Linked DNA regions of Rattus norvegicus: region 1 is linked to region 2. A link is a contact called in public Hi-C data. All regions are on one chromosome and are shown on one strand. The core of a region is the stretch at or near the end of the contact, and the rest is flanking DNA. Distances in the headings are between cores, read along the strand shown. Region 1 has its middle 15 kb from the start of Hes1. Region 2 has its middle 93 kb from the start of Cpn2.

Region 1 (3,212 bases), core at 414-2,913, 110 kb after region 2:
CCTAAGGCCCGGGAATCATTGCAGCAGAAGGAGAGGGAAGACTGTAGGAGACAGATGAAGAGAAAGTTTACCCTGAGATTGTGTCTCTTAGAAATGTCAGATGCTATATTCATGAAGTCTTAGCAGCATGGCTGCCTAAACATATTGAGCAAGAAGGACACCCGTAGACATGCTTACATGGAAGGGGAAAGTTTAGTTGGACTCAGCTGAAGACCAAGAACTCCAGGGAAGAACAATACCAATTTGTTATCCAATATCACATAGTTCTGAAAATATACACATATAAGTGACATTACACAGACTGAGCAGGTTGTATTTATATATTGAGGAACACACACACACACACACACACACACACACGCGCGCGCGCGCCCCTATTAAAGAAAAAAGGCTATGAATTTGAGATAGACCAAGGACGGGGCGTAACATGGGAGGTTTGGAGAGAGGAAAGGGAAGGTAGAAATGAGGTAATTATGTTATCATTTAAAAAAATAAAAAATACATATCAAACTTTCAAGTATACTTTAAAGGCTGTGGCCAAGAGGCTCCTCCAAGGTCATAAACAAAGCCAAAGAGAACTTCAAAGACCCCCAGAGTAAATTTGACTCAAGTGCTGGGCCCAGGTGGTTCAAAATGCAGGAGCACTTCATCTTAAATTTTGTGCTCACAAACACCCCGTGGACATCTAGTCACAACCCTGTTCCCATAGTTTCTCAGTATAACTGGCTCCTTAGAGCATGGTTAAGGCCCCCTCAGTGTGCAAAAGCGAAACCTCATAGGTCTGCAGAGTATCTTTCATGTGCCTTCTGTCTCTTAAGTTATAACAGGGCCAGCTCAGGGCCGAAGGGAGGAGAGAGCGAGCCTGTAAATCTTTTGGGGGGTATTGGGGATTGAACCCAGTGCCTCCTTGCACATGCTTCACTACTTCACTAATCTAACCTCCACTCCTTGACTAGAGGACTTAACCTGATAATTCAGAGAGCTGAGTTGACCTGAGAGGGATCAATTCTCTGGACAAGGGGAGTGAAAGAGAAAGGCCTCCTAATGTGGCCTCAAGCAGAACCCCTGAGGCCGTTTCCTCATTCTTTTCCACAAGCCAAAGGTTCAGTCACTGTTCTCCTAGTGTTGCCGAATCTAGACAGGTTCTGGGTGGATCTTAAGGAGAGATGTGACGAAAAACTGAGAAGCATCTCTGGTGTCAGCCCACTTGTGAGACACCCACAGAGACCTAGAAGAGGACAAACGAATGCTGTGCTGTATTTACAGCTGATCTTAGCCTGAATTGGCAGTCAAGGGGGGGGGGGGGGAGTATTTTCCTATAGGTTGACAAAGACTCACTAAAAACTGTAAATAGGTTGGCTATAAAAGTAGCCTAAGTACCTGGGGACAGGGAGAAAATAGTCACTACGCATACTCTCTTGACACAGGCTAGCCTCATAGGCCAGCCCGTAGGGTGGATACTGTTAGGCTTTCTGGGAAACAGATAAGGGATGCATGTGGCTTTGTGGGGCTGAGCTTATCTTAGAAGGTATCGGAATGAACTTTCGAGTCTTTTGTCAAGAGTTCAGTTGAGGAAAAACCGGCTGGAGCTGGGCACTTCTTGAGACTCAGCAAAGTAGATCATTTACACCGTGGACAATGAATAACGCTGTGCGTGGCTTCCCTGGACACCTCATGAAAAGCAGGCCTTGGGAAAACTCCAGTAAACGAAGCATGCCAACAGGGCCTGAGGTGGGAAAGGGCGGTGAGAAAGGGAAGAGGGAAACGCCAAGGCAGGTTGTAATTCGTTGTAATTCGGTGCTGAGTGGTGCCAGTAATGCTCAACAGGTTTGGGGAATTTTTTTTTTTTTTTTGGTTCTTTTTTTTTCGGAGCTGGGGACCGAACCCAGGGCCTTGAGCTTCCTAGGTAAGCGCTCTACCACTGAGCTAAATCCCCAGCCCCAGGTTTGGGGAATTTTTTGCCTGCTTGTTTAAGAAAATCTTCTAAGTCCCTTGTCATAGACAACTCTGGTTGTCAACTTGACACACCCAGGAAGGAGGAACGGCAACTGAGGAATTGCCTTCGTTAGACTGGCCTATAAGTATGTCTTTGGGGGTATTTTCTTGATTGCTAATTGATGTAAAGGGCTCAGCCACCGTGGGTGGCATCAGCCCTGGGCAGGTGCGCTGGGGCTGAGTAGGCAAACAGAAGCAAGTCCATATGCAATTTCTTCCGTGGTCTTGGCTCCATCTCCTTTCCTCCAGGTTCCCGACTGGAGTCCCTGCCTCGGCTTCCCTTGATGCTGACTGTGAGACCTGTAAGCTGAACAATCCCCAACTTGGTTTTGATTGGTCAAACCAATCACAGCAACAGAAGCAGATGAGGCTAGCCCTATTGCATGACAGGCGTTGTGGTAGCTCCTAGGGAGGCAGAGAGACCATGGAAAGAGTTCCCACACTTACACAATGGGTAGTTTAACATGATAACAACTGGTGACAGCCCAGTACATAAGGAAATGATATAAAAAACAACGTCTGAAGAGGAGGCCCCCGGGTGAGGCTTCTAAGGTTGCAGAGTCTAAGCTGAGACCTAAAGGCTAGTATAGGCCAGATTGATTTGCCCTGGGGATGGAGCAGTGGGGTGGAAGTGGGGGATTAGGAAAATTTGTTGTTGGTTCGGTTTCCTTTCTTCTTTCTGTTTCTTTTCTTTTGTTTGATAGTTTTTGTTTTGTGAGACAGTATCTTTGTGTAACCTTGGCTAAATCTGCTTGCTACTGCCTCCAGAGTGCTGGGATTAAAGATTTGGGCTAGCTACCATCACCCTCTCCCTCTCCCTCTCCCTCTCCCTCTCCCTCTCCCTCTCCCTCTCCCTCTCCCTCTCCCTCTCCCTCTCCCTCTCCCTCTCCCTCTCCCTCTCCCTCTCCCTCTCCCTCTCCCTCTCCCTCCCCCTCCCCCTCCCCCTCCCCCTCCCCCTCCCCCTCCCCCTCCCCCTCCCCCTCCCCCTCCCCCTCCCCCTCCCCCTCCCCCTCCCCCTCCCCCTCCTTCTTCTTCCTCTTCTTTCTCCTCCCTTTGTGTACATAACAAAGCTGGAAGATTTGAAGGGGTGGTATGGGGGGAAGTCTGGAGTCTAGCATTGAGGCTCACTTCTTGTTAGATCTAGGCAGGTCTTTGGCGGATGGCTGTCAACACTTTTCTCTTGGGGCGGTTTATAAACCCTGTTCCTCCTGTGATCC
Region 2 (2,895 bases), core at 112-2,611:
TACATGGATTGTTCTTGCTGGGCAATGTACCGGAGACAGGATCCGGGTTCTTCAGTCACTGCGTTCCAACAAGGAGCCTCTTATGAATCCATTGTCTGATGGAGATGTGGGACGTCCTGATTCTGTGTCTAAATCCTTTTACTCTCCTGTGTCACTCACCATTCTGGTCCATCTTGATTCTAGCACTAGTCACTCAGAGGTGTCCTTCTGCCCACGGCCTCGAGAGCAGCTCTACGAGGCTGGCTGTCCCTGAGTGCTGGAATCGCCTGTCCTGTTCTTTGCCACACCAGCTCAACTTAGGGCAGGGTGCCCTGATCTATGCAGTAAGGTCTGGCTCACTGCCCTTTGACCTCCTAGGGTGTATGCAATGTTCCTGCCTTTCTGCTGGGCCCTAAGTGTTTCTCCTGTGCGGCTCTGTGTTTTGAAAGGTTCACTGACTCGGGAACTCCCCTAGGGCAGGGGTGACATCAATTGGCCCCCTCCCCCTCTCCATGCCCAAAACACCCAGAACAAGAGCACGTGCGTGCCAAGTAGGTTCCTGGGAAAGGGCAGCTGGTTCTACTGAGTGGGTTTGAAGGTCGAGGGGAGGGGAAGAAGGAGAGAACTCTGAGAAATAGGCCAGCAGGAGGGAAGTCATGAAGTTAAGGGAGGAGGGTGGAGAAGGGAGGAGGAAAGAGCAGGAAGGAGGAAAGGGTGAAGGAGGGAAGAGGAGGGAAGAAGAGGGTGGAGGAGAGGAGGGAGGAGGACTAAAGAAGTAGGGTGAAGAAGGAAAGCAAGTCAAGGACTGTGCAGGAATAGTTAGTGCAAAACCACTGAGAGCAGACGAGGCAGGCAGAGCCTGAGGCATACTAGTTTGCTGGGCAAGGTAAAGCCTCCCAGACAGCAGAGAGCCCAGGGCTCAGCCAGGCACAGATCCTTCTGGCCACAAGGACAGGGCTGATATGAAAGGGTGCCTTAATTCTCCTCCCCAGATATCTGTCTGTTTGTCTGTCTGTCTGTCTGTCTATCTATCTATCTATCTATCTATCTATCTATCTATCTATCTTCTAGTCTTTTTTTTTTCTTCTTTTTTTTTTTTTTTCAGAGCTGGGGACCGAACCCAGGGCCTTGCGCTTGCTAGGCAAACGCTCTACCACTGAGCTAAATCCCCAACCCCCTCTTCTAGTCTTTTTATCGAGGTGAGAGCCAAGCCAGCAGAGCGCTCTCTGTCCCCTCCATAAGGGGTGTTACCATTATCCTCTGTCCCTGCCACCAATACTAGTGCCACCTCATTTTACCTTTGCCTCTTACATCAAAGGCGACACAGTTTCTCGTTACTCACCTTTGTTTCTCATTTCTGTCCTCGCTGCTGTGGTTTATTCAGGCTCAGAGAGGTCAAAAGGCTAACCCTAGGCCATTCCACTCTCATTTAGTCTTCTCCTGGGGTAGGACTAAAACCTGCTCTGGGGGCTGGAGAAGAGAAGAACATTTGCTGTGCTTGTATGCGTGCCTGAGTTCAGATCCCAGCGCCCATGGAAAAGGCCCGGCAGTGTGGCCGTGAATGCCTTTAGCCCCAGAGCTGGGGATGGGGGTAGGGTTGGAGGAGGAGTGGGGCTCAGGATGGGGGTGAGGCTAAGAGGATTGCTGGGGCTTGCTGGCTGCCAGCCAAGCTCACTGAGAGTCCCTATTTGAAGAGAATAAGGATGGGTTGGGGATTTAGCTCAGTGGTAGAGCCCTTGCCTAGCAAGCACAAGGCCCTGGGTTCGGTCCCCAGCTACGAAAAATAGAAAACAAAAAAAAGAGACTAAGGAGAATGATGGAGCAGGGCAGACAATATTCTCTGGTCTCCAAATATACACACATGCAATGTATTCCCGAATTTGAATATATACATATATACCCACAGAGAGGGGGAGACAGACAGACAGACAGACAGACATACAGAGGGAGAGGGAGTGAGAGAAACAAAGAAGGAGAGGTTGTGGCTTCTCCTAGAAAACATTGCTGGGCATAGCCTAAATCTGTGCCTGTGTGTCTGTCCTGGTTTCTGTGTGTGCACACCTGTGTCATTGATACCCTTTGTGAGGGGGTGATCATAGTCACTTAGCGGGTGTACACATGCAGTACTGTGCTGGAGTGCCCTGAGGTCAAGCCCGTCACAAGTGGCCTATGTGTATATGCTGTCACGCACAGGGGCACTCCACCCTCTTCTCAGATGTCTTGGCTGTGGCTTTGACAACTGAAACCCAGCTGCGCTCTGGCCGGGGAAACATCCGCTGTGGAAACCTAGAGGCTGACAGTCCCTAAAGAGGGTTTCCACATGCTGCCAGAGAGCACGCCTGGCCCTCCGCCTAATTCCCTGCAAATGCTCCTTAAATCTGTTTCTAATTTGGACACTGCCTCCTCCCGTTCTCACCAAGCCTTCTCACTCTCCCAACTTGCCTCAAGCCAGTCAAATTATGCTGAATAATGACTGTAGAGGGGAGGGGAACTCGAAAGGTCCGCCTGGACTATTGGAGGGTGTAATAGTGTCCCCCCTCTTTTATTTTTACAGAGAATGGTCCAGGAATCAAAATTAATGAATAAATTGGGCTAACGTTGCAGGCCACGCCACTTTGGGGAAGAACTCAGTAACTTTCGTGGCCCCCTGTCCTCCATGTTTAAGAAAGCCCATGTGAATGTGTGTAGAGATACACAGCAAGGAAATTTCTTCCAAAGAAGAGGGGCTTCATCAGCCAGGATCTCCAGTCGTCTGAGCAGCAGACAGATGTTCTGGGTCTAAAGGTTCTAAAAGAAAATATGTCTTCCAATATATCTTACAGTCCTGTGATAGACTCAGCGTCTTAGCTCATGGAAACTATATACAGAGCTGGAGGAGAAAGACAGGGAGTAGGGTTGTTATGTATGTACACACGG

The links. A called contact is a pair of places that touch in the nucleus more often than the background predicts.
Region 1: a contact with region 2 is called in a Hi-C map of kidney, with 4 times the contacts expected there. The contact joins two enhancer-like sites. A contact is called at or near these places in 6 of 12 Hi-C or Micro-C datasets (the A7r5 cell line, hepatocytes, kidney and 2 more).

Annotation. Positions count from the first base shown.
Region 1 is chr11:84,196,313-84,199,524 of GRCr8, forward strand. No RefSeq gene overlaps it. Among named protein-coding and RNA genes, the nearest start is that of Hes1, 15 kb to the right of the region's middle. Within about 2 kb of position 1,664, at least 4 of the 93 cell types and tissues checked have an H3K27ac peak or open chromatin away from gene starts, as enhancers often do. A contact at or near this core is called in kidney, where this site is marked.
Region 2 is chr11:84,082,605-84,085,499 of GRCr8, forward strand. No RefSeq gene overlaps it. Among named protein-coding and RNA genes, the nearest start is that of Cpn2, 93 kb to the left of the region's middle. Within about 2 kb of position 1,362, at least 16 of the 93 cell types and tissues checked have an H3K27ac peak or open chromatin away from gene starts, as enhancers often do. A contact at or near this core is called in kidney, where this site is marked.